3 separate regions of the Mus musculus genome follow, and all the other regions are linked to region 1. The links are chromatin contacts, called in public promoter capture Hi-C maps. All regions are on one chromosome and are shown on one strand. The core of a region is the stretch at or near the end of the contact, and the rest is flanking DNA. Distances in the headings are between cores, read along the strand shown.

The links. Promoter capture Hi-C pulls out the DNA fragments that hold promoters and counts their contacts.
Region 2: a contact with region 1 is called in a promoter capture Hi-C map of pre-B cells, with 2.4 times the contacts expected there. The contact joins the enhancer-like site here to the promoter of Ncoa1 in region 1. A contact is called at or near these places in 6 of 39 promoter capture datasets (the 3T3-L1 cell line, the HPC-7 cell line, hippocampal neurons and 3 more), 1 of 15 datasets of contacts at CTCF or cohesin (pro-B cells), 6 of 484 Hi-C or Micro-C datasets (bone marrow-derived macrophages, brain, embryonic stem cells and 1 more) and 3 of 9 other capture datasets (adipose tissue, liver and pancreatic islet).
Region 3: a contact with region 1 is called in a promoter capture Hi-C map of stem cell-derived epiblast-like cells, with 2.6 times the contacts expected there. The contact joins the enhancer-like site here to the promoter of Ncoa1 in region 1. A contact is called at or near these places in 10 of 39 promoter capture datasets (the 3T3-L1 cell line, 3T3-L1-derived adipocytes, the HPC-7 cell line and 5 more), 8 of 484 Hi-C or Micro-C datasets (brown adipocytes, cerebral cortex, cortical neurons and 4 more), 2 of 115 datasets of contacts at active chromatin or transcription factors (embryonic stem cells and heart atrium) and 2 of 9 other capture datasets (adipose tissue and liver).

What each region holds. Positions count from the first base shown.
Region 1 is chr12:4,475,423-4,479,463 of GRCm38.p6, reverse strand. Ncoa1 (nuclear receptor coactivator 1) reads left to right here and starts at 2,282. Exons shown (of 23, transcript NM_010881.2): 1 at 2,282-2,692.
Region 2 is chr12:4,363,798-4,367,838 of GRCm38.p6, reverse strand. All of the region lies in intron 2 of Ncoa1 (nuclear receptor coactivator 1), which reads left to right. Among named protein-coding and RNA genes, the nearest start is that of Gm51963, 94 kb to the left of the region's middle. Within about 2 kb of position 1,703, at least 27 of the 459 cell types and tissues checked have an H3K27ac peak or open chromatin away from gene starts, as enhancers often do. A contact at or near this core is called in neutrophils, pre-B cells and pro-B cells, where this site is marked.
Region 3 is chr12:4,394,544-4,398,584 of GRCm38.p6, reverse strand. The region is part of intron 2 of Ncoa1 (nuclear receptor coactivator 1); the gene reads left to right. Among named protein-coding and RNA genes, the nearest start is that of Gm51963, 63 kb to the left of the region's middle. Within about 2 kb of position 2,209, at least 10 of the 459 cell types and tissues checked have an H3K27ac peak or open chromatin away from gene starts, as enhancers often do. A contact at or near this core is called in stem cell-derived epiblast-like cells, where this site is marked.

The sequences.
Region 1 (4,041 bases), core at 1,033-3,532:
CCCATGAATAGCTATAGCAATATACATACTACTTAAGTTACATTCACAATTCAGTAAAATCTTAGCAGGGTGGCAAACACCTATATTTATGCAACTTGGGAGGCAGAGGCAGGAAGACTCAGACTTGGAGACCAATCTGTGTTATGTAGCAAGGTACTGAACAAATAAACAAACAAATAAGTATAAAACAAACAAAAAATCTCAGTACTGAGTAGTCTGAGAATGTTTTAAGATGTATATTTAAATTTTTAATTTATTTTATGAGTATGGGTGCTTTGCCTGCATCTGTGCCTGTGCACCACATCTGTGCCTGATGCCCAGGGAGGCCAGAGAGTATGTCATATATGCTGGGAATGGAGTTATAAACAGCTGTCAGCCATCATGTGGGTGCTGGGAATTGAACCTGGGTCCTTTGGAAGAGCAACCAGTGCTCTTAACCACTGAGTCATCTCTGCAGCCTGAGAATGGCTTAAAGTTAAGACAGAAACTAATAGTTAAAGCTATGGATACAAACCAAATCAACTTATATGAGAGAAGAGGAAGGAAAGACAATTAAACATACCCCCACGCCTCCCAAACACACAAAGGAAAAGACAAGAAAAGTGTTAGTGAAACAAAGTTCAGAGAACAGGTAGAAAGAATGAGGCACAAAACAGGAAGAGGGGAGAGTAAGAAAGGAGGGGCTAGAAACATCCAGTTAGAAAAACCAAGATAAAGTTGATGTGCCCACCACAGTTACACATCAGCAGTTCCTGAAGTCTAGTAGAGACAGGAGGACTGCCTATACTTGGCTCATTTGTAAGCACCAGAGGGCCGGACAATGCACTTTGCACAGGGTAGATGGTATTAGACCAGGAAACAGACTCCACAGGAGTAAACTAAGTAGAGATAGAGACCTTCAAGCACTTCAGCTATTAATAAGGCTGTGGATTGTGCAGGTGGTACTGTAAAGAAGGTGAGGACAGGAGCTAATCAAATGCACTAGGGTACTGACTTTGATAAGAATCAACGGAATGAACACAGGGATGGAAGGATGACTGCATAAAGGAAGGCTGAGTATGGTCTGCTGGCTGCTTTATAACTATGACCAAGACAGGAAGATGAAGGCAGCACAGGGCACTCAGCAGTAGTAGGGTGAAGGTACCTGCTTTGTGAAAGAAGTCACAGGCTGTCTCAGAGAGGGCCAGCGAGATGTCAGGTTTGACTTAGGGAAGGGACATGGAGGACTTAAGGATTTTCACAGGCTGCTTTGGGGCATCCAATGCAGGATGGGAAACAGCAGAAAACAGCATCACAAGTCAGCTAAATGAGGACAAGAACTCAGGGAAACAAAGATGACCGCACAGCACTTCCACGGCCAGAGAGAACAGTGAGTGGTACATTGCAGGTCTTGGGATAAGAGCTGCTTTCCAGATAAAGTGATCAAGGCTCAAGGAGCTGTCCTGTGGCTGCTTGATTCCTCCGGTGACAAGGAACACTACTTTTGAAAGTAGCATTTCCATTATAGAAGAAAAAAAAGGAGGTTAAAAAAAAAAAAGATGTGGGTCCCCCCTAGAGGGAAAAGATCTGTGAATGACAGACATTTTAGTCAATTCATGCAATTGTAGAGCCAGACACTGTCAGTCAGATCTTTTCATCTGCAAAAAGAAAGGGGGCAGATGATCTTTCTTTTCCGTTGTCTAATAGTCTGTGAAATCATCTAGGCAAACCACCTCTCAAATCTTACAGAACACAACACCAACAACAAAAACGAGGCCCGAGGGATGTCTCTTACTCAAAGTAAAACAACTCGCGAGTGGAAACAGGCCCAGGTCAGATTCCTCTGGGATCCCCAGGGCCTTCAGGTTGCTCCCCAACTTTCCCTAAACTATAAAGAACATCTAGAGGCCATAGGTCCCACAGCCCGCTCAGGGACGCTAAGGGACACTCTGGGGTTCGAGGCTTCCTGGCAGCAGAGAGAACTGCCCCGTGGGGAGGGTCCGTGCGGAAAGAGTTCGGGCCTCCTTTCTCACACTTCCTTAAGACTTCGGGCCCCGGCGTGCCTGCGGCCGGCAGAGGGCGCGGGGCGGCTTCACGCTGCGCGGGGCTGGAGGGGTCGCGCTGCCCGGGGCGCGCCGTCGGAGCCAGAGGGCAGCGGGGCTCTGGGCCTGTCCGCGGAGGGGGCAGGGGTGAGGGCGGAGCCGCGAGTGGGTGGGGCGGGGCTCGAGGGCGGGGCGCTGCGGGCGGGGCACGGGGGCGGGGCCGCGAGCGGGGGGGCGGCGGCGGCGGTGGCAGCGGCGGCAGCGGCGGCGGCGGCGGCGGCGGCAGCCGTGGAGGAGGAGAACATGGCGGCCGCGGAGAGCGGCTGAAATGCCTGTTCTTCAGGCCGGGCGAGCGGGAGACTGACGCGATTCACCTCGTCCTGTCGTCCGTCGGTCGGAGCGCGGCCTCAAGCCCTTCGGCTGCAGTTCGCTGCTGTTCCCTCAAGCACAGCTTGTGCCGGGGTGGTTCTGCATCCCCCTGAAGTGGGGGGACTCCTGCTCCGGAGGAGGGGGGCCGGAGAGCCGAGGCGGCGGCGGCGGCGGCGGGCCGCCTGGGCCCCGGGGACGGGCGCCGGGCCGGAGGAGCGGCGGAGTCCGCGGCGGCGCCGCCACAGTCGCGAGTGAGCGCGGCGCCGGGGAGCGCGGCCCAGAGGCGGCGGCGGCGGAGGCAGGTGAGTGGCGGCGGCGGTGGCGGCGGTGGCGGCGGTGGCGGCGGGAGCCTCGCGGTGGGTGCAGCTGTCACGAGCCGCGCGGCCGCGGCGGCCCTAGGGGGCGGGGAGCAGCCGGCGCCCTCCGTCCTGGCTTTGCTTGCTCTGGGACCCATCTCCCGCTGCCACTTTTCTCGAGTTCCCTCGCTAGCCTGGCGCGGCTGCAGGGGGCGGAGGTCGCAGCTGTCACGGCACCAGCTGGGGGCTGCTCGGGGCGAGCGGCGCGCTGCAGAGCGCCGTCCCTGCGGCGCACTCCAGTTGCCCTAGTTAGTGGAGTGCGAGCATCCGCGGAGGGCGCGCGGCCCGGGGCCGGGTGGGGAGCGGGCGCCCGGAGCCGCCGCCGAAAGGGGGAGCCGGAAGTAGGCGCGGGCGCCCCTCGGCCCCGACGAGCAAGCACGGTGACCTTGGCCAGCCTGTCAGCCTCTCTGAATCTTGTTCACTGGGACAGCGAAATGGGGGCGACCTAGGCATGCCTTTCTGTGGGTGCAGCTTTCGACGGCCCCTTTGCCTAGCCTGGCTGCACTTGCCTTTCTCCCTTTGGGACCAGGATTTCGGAGGTAGGAATGGGCGGATAAAGGAGATTTTCCTCTTGCGGCTGGAATTTGGTCCCTTTGGAAGGTTCTGCTGAAAGGACCTAGAAAGACAAGCAGCACACGTTGGTCCAACGATTGTAGGTAGGGCTGGTTAATGGTCAGTGATGGAACTTGAGCTCTCCATAGTCGCTTGGAAGAGACTCGGAGAAACTGGACACCGGGGTCCTCGGTCCTTACCACACCTCTGCGGTGGCTCGTTTAATTTTATTTGTATATACATTAAAACAAAACAAAACAAAACAAAAAGCAGTCACTCCCATGGGCCAGACACCCTGTAGTGTGACGTTGTTAGAGGAAGACGGAGGGATTGACTGTGTGTGACAAGGACAAGCCCAGGTGCTGTGGCTGAAGAGTTTGGTAGGGAGAGAAACTTTAAGCTGGGGAGTACGTTAGCCTTTCTGGCTCCTCTATCCTTATAGAGACACTGAAGAGGCGAGGCAGGTGTCCTTGTGGAGAAGGTGACTTCTCTTTTTTCTCTTTCCAAACAGTTAAGTTTTTAAATGTGAAGTGTGATGTTGGCGAGTAAAGAGTTCGTAGGTGAATCGCTGTCCCAGCACCCGATGATTGACAAGAGAAATGATGGTGATGATTTGTGAAGCATAATGCTTTTACTTCATGAAGAAATCTTTTAAGTGTCTGCATGGCAGTCCTGCAGTGAAGCCCAGACTATGTAGTAAAGTCGTAGGGGTGGATTTCAAGGGTTAAATTTGTTTGAGGTTT
Region 2 (4,041 bases), core at 454-2,953, 110 kb after region 1:
CCACCCATTCACATTCACTAACACAGACAACATAAAGTAGGCACACACAGCTCTTTATGGAAAATAAGATGGTTTATATCAGTTATTGGAAGGTGGCTGCCAAGTAGAAGGGTTAAAACTCAGTTGGTTAAGGTCTGCTTAATCATGTTTATCATGTGCCATATGCTCTTTTAAGTCATTTAAAAATATTAAATGTTTCTTCTAACACTTCTTGGCTAAGTACAAGTATTTGATCCAAGATTAAAAGTACAGGGTCAAAAAGTAACAGAATAGTTGGACTCTCGAATTGGTACTTTTAATCCTATTCCTATACTCCCTCAGTTGTAAGAAAGGAGTCTGGGTGCCCACAGGCAGATGTTAATAGTTCGGATTCTGTTCATTTATTGTGAGGCTGAGGCTGTACTGTAACACTAGTCTAGAATTTAATAATGCAGTCTATTGTTGGAGGACATTTTTGGGTGTTCCCATTTTTACCATTATAAATACTAGGATGAGCCTTCTTCACTTTCCTTACTGCTCATGTGCCTGGGAGAATTATTGCTGGCTCACTGTCGGGTCATACCACCTACTGAGCATGCTTAGATCACATTTTAGCAGGATTCCCCTTGGAACTTTTCCTTTGTATACAGATCAGCAGTTTGTACCAGTTCAAACATAATACATTTGTATTTTTCTAAAAATTCTCTAGATTCACCCAGATATTTTTTAATCTGTGAAGGTTCTATGCCCCAGTGTAGGGGAATGGCAGGGCCAGGAAGCAGGAGTGGGTGAGCTAGTGAACAGTGGGAGGGGGCAGGTAGGGGGTTTTAAGAGGGGAAACCAGGAAAGGGGATAACATTTGAAATTTAAATAAAGAAAATATCTAATAAAAAATCTGAAAACATGTATGAAGAAATGTTTTTGAAAGAAATTGCAAGAATTTCATAAATGAATTTTTTACTCAAAAAATTAAATCTTTTAAAGAAATATGAAAATGGAAACTTAAAAATGTCATTCTGTTGTAAAAAGTAAAAAACTACTTTTAAAATCTTTATTACCAAGTCTCCTGTCTACAGAGGTACTACTAATAAGGCAAGTAAGTACATACTATAACAAAATCAAACTTTATTTACTTCTGAATTATTATATTTTGAATATTAATATAAATGGCTTTATTTCCATTTTATTTATATCACTTTCAACTTAAGTTTAGGGAATACAACACTTTTGTCATTATTAATAGAAATAGCATCATTTCTCATGAAGAGTTTGTTTCTTCTAAGAAAAATCTGCCTTTGCATTATTTTTCCTATATCATCTTTTCTAAAATGTATTTGGTAAAAAAAATTAATAAGAATAGTATGGAATCATAATTTTACGCTACTGAAAACTGTTACTATTTCCACAAGGTACTAATGATTGGTTTTTGGCTGCTCACTACTGAATGACAGACAGCATAGTTGTCTAAGCTATCAGTCTGAACGCACCGGGAGTTGGTACTTACCTTTTTCATTTCTACCCTGTGTTTGTTTTCTGCTGCTGTGATAAAATACTATAACAAAAAGACAACTTTAGAAAGAAAGGGTGTATTCTAGCTTATGGTCCAGAGGCCATCACAGCTGGAAAGGCATGATAGCCAGTAGAGAAAGTGTGCGGCAGAGCAGGAAGCTGGGTGGCCATGTTTGTATTCAACACACAGGAAGCAGAGAAATAGAACAGGAAGTGAAACAAGGCTGAAAGTCTGCCCCAGTGACATACTTCCTGTAACAAGGCTCCACCTGCCTAAGGTTCTGTAACCTTTCCCAAACAGTGGGGGCCAAGTGTGATCCACAAGCCAGTGGGGGACATCTCTTACTCAAATCAGCACACACCCACAGCAGAAAGGATATCCTAAGGAAAGAAAAAATAGCTTATAATGAAAATAACCTTCAATCTGTACTAATTTTTTACAATAATGTGAAATGCTTATATTGTAAGTTTTATTAATAACAAATGACTTTACAGTGTTTAACAGTTAATATAACTGGATAAGAGAATAATCCACCGATCTTAGAGATAAGTTTCTTTTAATTCATTACTAAAGCTTCTTTTGATAGCCATCTCATAAATCAGCTGTTGTTAATGGAAGGAAGCATTTTTGCTGCTTTCTCTAAAAGTCAGAATTCATAGTGCTAGCTGTGTGTACAAAGAGGCACTGTTTGTTTTCATCTGTGTCCCTTCCAGTCAAATGCTTGCCCAGGGCTTACTGCATATCACAGCTGCTTAAAATTTTCATTTAGCCAATAATTTCACTTACTAGCTGTTTTGTTTGTTTTTGTCCATTTCTTTGTTTTTTGCAAGACAGGGTTTCTCTGTGTAGCCCTAGCTGTCCTGGAACTCATTCTGTAGACCAGGCCACCCTTGAACTCAAGAGATCCGCCTGCCTCTGCCTCCCAAGTGCTGGGTTTAAAGGTATGCACCACCACCGCCCAACTTACTGACTGTTTGTTTGTTTGTTTGTTTTTTGGTTTTTTTGTTTTTGTTTTTGTTTTGTTTTTTTTTTTGGTTTTTCAAGACAGGGTTTCTCTGTATAGCCCTGGCTGTCCTGGAACTCCCTTTGTAGACCAGGCTGTCCTCGAACTCAGAAATCCACCTGCCTCTGCCTCCAGAGTGCTGGGATTAAAGGCGTGCACCACCACACCCAGCATTACTGGCTGTTTTTTAAAGAGTGTCAGAATGATGGGTTTTAAAATTGTCAAAGCTAAGATGTTTAAGACACAGGAAACAGAATTTTAAATGTTCTAAAATAAAGTAACAGTCATACTTAAAGCTAGAAGTAGCATTCAATACTTAATCCAGGAAACATGGTCGTTTGAGCAGGTATTGAGTATTGGTCCTTTTCTAAATCACAGTTAAGATAACATCAGCAAAAATAAAATCAATGAGGAGTTTTTAAAGTCAAAATTAGAGAAAGAGAAAAATGTAAGCAACCATCACAAAGTTTTTACGATAGGAAACAGCCTGAATACCCATAACAATCATGTGAAACCTAAGAAAAACCAGTTTTAAGAGGAAAAAAAGAAGAGCTAGTTAAATCTGTACTGGTTATTCTTCAGAGGGCTTTTTACTCTGAAGGGTGTGGGCAAGGGCTGGCTGTTAGGGCAGAGTGTTCTGTGGGTAGAACTTGGTGTTTGGAGGTACACAGGGGCAGGACCTGGCCACTAACATGCCTCAAAGGGCTTATACCCCCCATCCCACCCCCGATTATTATTGATAAGTAATCAGGGGCCAGGAAAGGGGGTTGATGTTATCATTAGACTGCTTCCTGCTGAATGGGGGTTTCAAAGTCCTTTAAGTGAACTTGACCTTCACTATCAGCATATAATCAGGAGTCCCAGGCTTCTGGCTCAGTATCTAGGGGTTGGTAATCCTGTAATAGCAACTGATTAAAAGTCTGATTAAAAAAATCTTTGTGTCTGTTGTTGAAGAAATCTAGGCAAGAGGTTTATGAGGCAGTCTGTGACTAGTAGGATTAAGAAAAGGGGGAGAAAGGGGGTTTAAGAAGGGAAATAGCCAATTCCATGTTAGACAGTCGAGGAGTCACTGGCCAGAGACATGGAGCTGTTTTGTACATTTTTGGAGATCCATCTGGAATTGTTGGATCTTTTCTTTTACTGTATCTGACTAGTTGACATAGAAGAACATTTCTCCCTAAGGAAGAAACAAAGACCACCTCTCTCTACTTTCAGTAAATCTAGTCTTTGCTGATTTTATAGCACCACACTGGCCAGTGAGTCTGTTTATCCATGGAGGGTGAGGATGTTCTGAGCTACCTGTTGGAGATCCTGGATGAATCTGGGTGAAAACTGATGGTAAATACTAGGGAAGTAGTCAGTCCTGCTGCTCCAGTGGTGACACCAGCAATTATTATACCTAAGACTACAAGAAAGGGTAGGACCTGAACCATTCATTTGTCATGTCATGCCACTATAAACCCTGTGATGGGAATCAGCAAGTGTCCTTCACTAGGTAACACTCAAGCCGGGCGTGGTGGCACACGCCTTTAATCCCAGCACTCGGGAG
Region 3 (4,041 bases), core at 960-3,459, 81 kb after region 1:
AATCATGAGATTGATAAATTAACTCATTTACATGACAGTTTGCTCTGCATGCCAGATGTTGGGTTTGCGAAAAAACCCTTAGCATGATATGGGTTATTTGTTAGTCCTTAATGGACTTATGATTGTTTATAAACTGGGTATCAGATTTTGAGATGAAAGTAGTTGTAGTATGTCACAGGAACGTACTACATTTGATAAATGTAATGATTATTTGAAGATAGACCAGAGAAGAGAACAGTTAGCACTCTGCAGAGAAGATGCACAAGCCATAACTTGAGTAATGAGTAAGAAGGCACTTTCAGGTCTGGGGAGATGGTTAGTTAGGTGCCTACCTTACAGGCATGGGGTCCTGAATTCAGATGCCCCACATAAAAGCCTGGCACAGTGGCAAACATCCATAGCCTCTCAGCTTCAGGGAGCAGTGGAAGAGATAGGAAGATACTTGGAGCTAGCTCCTCGTCTGTGAGCGCCAGCTGAGACTTCTCCAGGAAGAAACCCTGTCTGAAAAGCTGAGGCAAAGAGATCCATGAAGATACCCAATATTGACTTCTGGCCTGAATTCAGATGAACACGGTTGAACACAGTGCATATGCACCACCCTCAACACACACACACACACACACACACTCCCTCTCTCCCTCCCTCCCTGCCCCCCAACTCCCTCCTTCCCTCCTTCCCTGGAGAACAGGGAGGAAGATGATCTTTTTTTTTAATCTCACTAAATGTGTGTGTGTGTGTGTATGTATATGTGTGTGTGTGTGTGTTTGTATATTCACACACATATACTTTTAAAATTGGTACATATAGAATAAAACTTCTGTCATTAACCAAATCATTTCTCATTAAAGTCATTCTGGACTTATTTTTTTATATGTTGAAGCAGAACTTGCTAGATTATGAAGAATCATGAAGATGAATTTTGGTGAGCTAATGGGAATGTTCATGGTAGCAATCACATGGGTGATTTTTTATGGTTACAACTCTTTGTTCTGTACATTTAAATTGGGTATGTTTATTGTGTAATAATTACTTAGATAACATTAAAATGGTGTGTGAAATCACACTTCTTCCAAATTTTCATTTTAAGAACTGAATTCCCAAGGAAGTAGTTTTCAGTTATCCATTACCAAATATGAAAGTAAGCATAAATCATGTAAGAGAGGCCAGAATCTATAAAGTCCAGGCTTTCATAGAACTGACTTTTTAGTGGAAGAGACAGATAAAGAATGTAAAATATGTAACTTCAGGTAATTGAGTCTTTTTTTTGTTTTTACTTTTTATTTATTTATTTTTTACTAGATATTTTCTTTATATACATTTCAAATGCTATCCCAAAAGTTCCCCATACCCTCCCTCCACCCCTACCCACCCACTCTCGCTTCTTGGCCCTGGCGTTCCCCTGTATTGGGGTATATAAAGTTTGCAATACCAAGGGGCCTCTCTTCCCAGTGATGGCCGACTAGGTCATATTCTGCTACATATGCAGCTAGAGACACGAGCTCTAGGGGTACTGGTTAGTTCATATTGTTGTTCCACCTATAGGGCTGCAGACTCCTTCAGCTCCTTGGGAGCTTATTCTAGCTTCTCCATTGGGGGCCCTGTGTTCCATCCAATAGCTGACCGTGAGCATCCACTTCTGTATTTGCCAGGCACTGGCATAGCCTCATACAAGACAGCTATAACAGGGTCCCTTCATCAAAATCTTGCTGGCATATGCAATAGTGTCTGGGTTTGGTGGCTGATTATGGGATGGAGCCCCGGGTGGGGTGGTCTCTGGATAGTCCATCCTTTCGTCTTAGCTCCAAACTTTGTCTCTGTAACTCCTTTCATGGGTATTTTGTTCCCTATTCTAAGGAGGAATGAAGTATCTACCCATCGGTCTTCCCTCTTCTTGATTTTCTTGTGTTTTGCAAGTTGGTAATTGAGTCTTATGAAGAACGAGAAACAGATTGGTGTGAGACCTGGTCGGTCCTTCCTTCAGGGAGCCTGGGAAGCCCGAGAGGCAGCGGAGCTCTGGCGCTCGGTCATGCTCCTTTCGTCTGAGGAGCACTGAGCTCACTGCAGTTAGAAGAGCCCTGGAACTTACAGTTATGGATTACACAGAATATGTAATATGGAAATGAAGAGAATGATGTAGCACAGCAGGGGAGGGGGCACTTTTGTAAAGGGAGGCAGGCAGGAAAAACAGTAGAGAATGACTCAGCACAGTGGGGTGTGGGGAGGATATAGTCCAGTTTTGTAAAGGGAAGCAGGTGGGAAACATGGCCCGTTCTCTTTCTTCTCCTTTTGGAACTTTGAAGACAAAAAAATGATGTATTTCTCTAATTGTTCTTCACTTCCTGTGGCTCCCATGATTATGTGTCTTTTCAGATTTGATTGTTTCTATTGATTTGTCTTCAAGTTCACTTTTCATTCTTCACGAATCTTCATTTGCTAATAAGTTAATCCTGTAAGCTTAATTTTGAATATTGTATTTTTACTTCTGAAATATCCATTTGTAACTATGTTCTGTTTCTTTGCTAAAGCTCTGTGTTTTCCATCTGCTTCAGCTGTGTTCATAGCTGTGTTCTGGACCACTTTCCTGTTGCTGCTGCTGCTGCTGCTCGCAGACCCTTCCCGGATCAGTCATGTATTTGCAGCAGCTTGGTAGCAGGATTTACTAATTTTCTCACCTATGTGGAGATTTTCCAGAAATGGTTTCATTCTTTCATAATGAGAATATTTTAAAGACAAATTAGGAAAATATGACTAAAGAAGAAAATAAAACCATTTGAGCTGTGTATGCTCAGTGTTTTTCTCTGTAAAGCAGAAATAATGCCAACAAGTTACTTATTGTAAAAATTTTTACATAGGAACATATGGGTTGAATATACAGCCCTAGCCAAAGAATATGACAGATGTTCAGAAAATATTTAATTTGCTTTTTTTCTGATCATGGCATTTTGAAATTATTACCTCAACAAAGTAGCATTTCAAGGGAAAAATCACTCTTTAAAGAAAATGCTAATATATCTCCCCTCCCCCACAGTTCTCTAAGTCATCTTCTTTAATATAGAGATCACCCTGTTTCTTGACCTTGGCTTAGCTTTTCTAGGTGAATAAACCCTTTGTTGTTAATGAGGAAAATGGACTGTGGTTGTACTCGTACCTTACAAAAGCATTAACTCCAAGGACATTCTATGTCTAAAAATGTAAATTGTGAATTCATAAAGCTTTAGGTAGAAAACAAACCTTCATAGCTTAAGGGTAGGACAGAGTTCTTAGACAAGAAACCAGCAGTGTGGTCTGTTAAAGAAGAGTGGCAGATTGAGCTTCATAAAAATTAAAAGCTTTTGCTACAAAAGACACCATTTTGAGAATGAAAGTACCATCTTCAGACTGAAAAGTATTTTCAAATGACATACCTAGTAAGGACTTGTATCAAACTCATGCAAAGAACTCTCAAACCTCTATAATAAAGAAACAGCCAATTTCAAAATGAACAAAATGGGGATTGTAGGAGATGGCTAAAAGTCAGTAAGTGCTTTTTTTTTTTTAGTTTTTTTTTCCGAGACAGGGTTTCTCTGTGTAGCCCTGGCTATCCTGGAACTCACTTTGTAGACCAGGCTGGCCTCGAACTCAGAAATCCGCCTGCCTGTGCCTCCCGAGTGCTGGGATTAAAGGCGTGCGCCACCACACCTGGCCAGTAAGTGCTTTCTATGTAAACATAAGGACTTGAATTTGGATCCCTAGCATCTATTTGAAAGATTGGGTGTTATAGTCCCAGTGCTGGACAGTGGAGGGAGAAGCATGCCTGGGACCTGCTGCGCAGGCAATTTAGGCAAATCATGTGCTTCTAGGTTCAGTGAGAGACTCTGCCTCAAAAAAATCAGAGGGTAATTGAGAGCTTGTTTGGAGGTTCTATCAGGGGAGCGCAGCTACTCATATGCCCTCAACCAAAGACAAGTTCTCTTCTATTGGGGAAGGTTGTCCCTTCCATCAACTGAGGACTGGCCAATTGTGCAGCTTCAGGAGGGCATACCTGCCTAGACAGTCAGATCA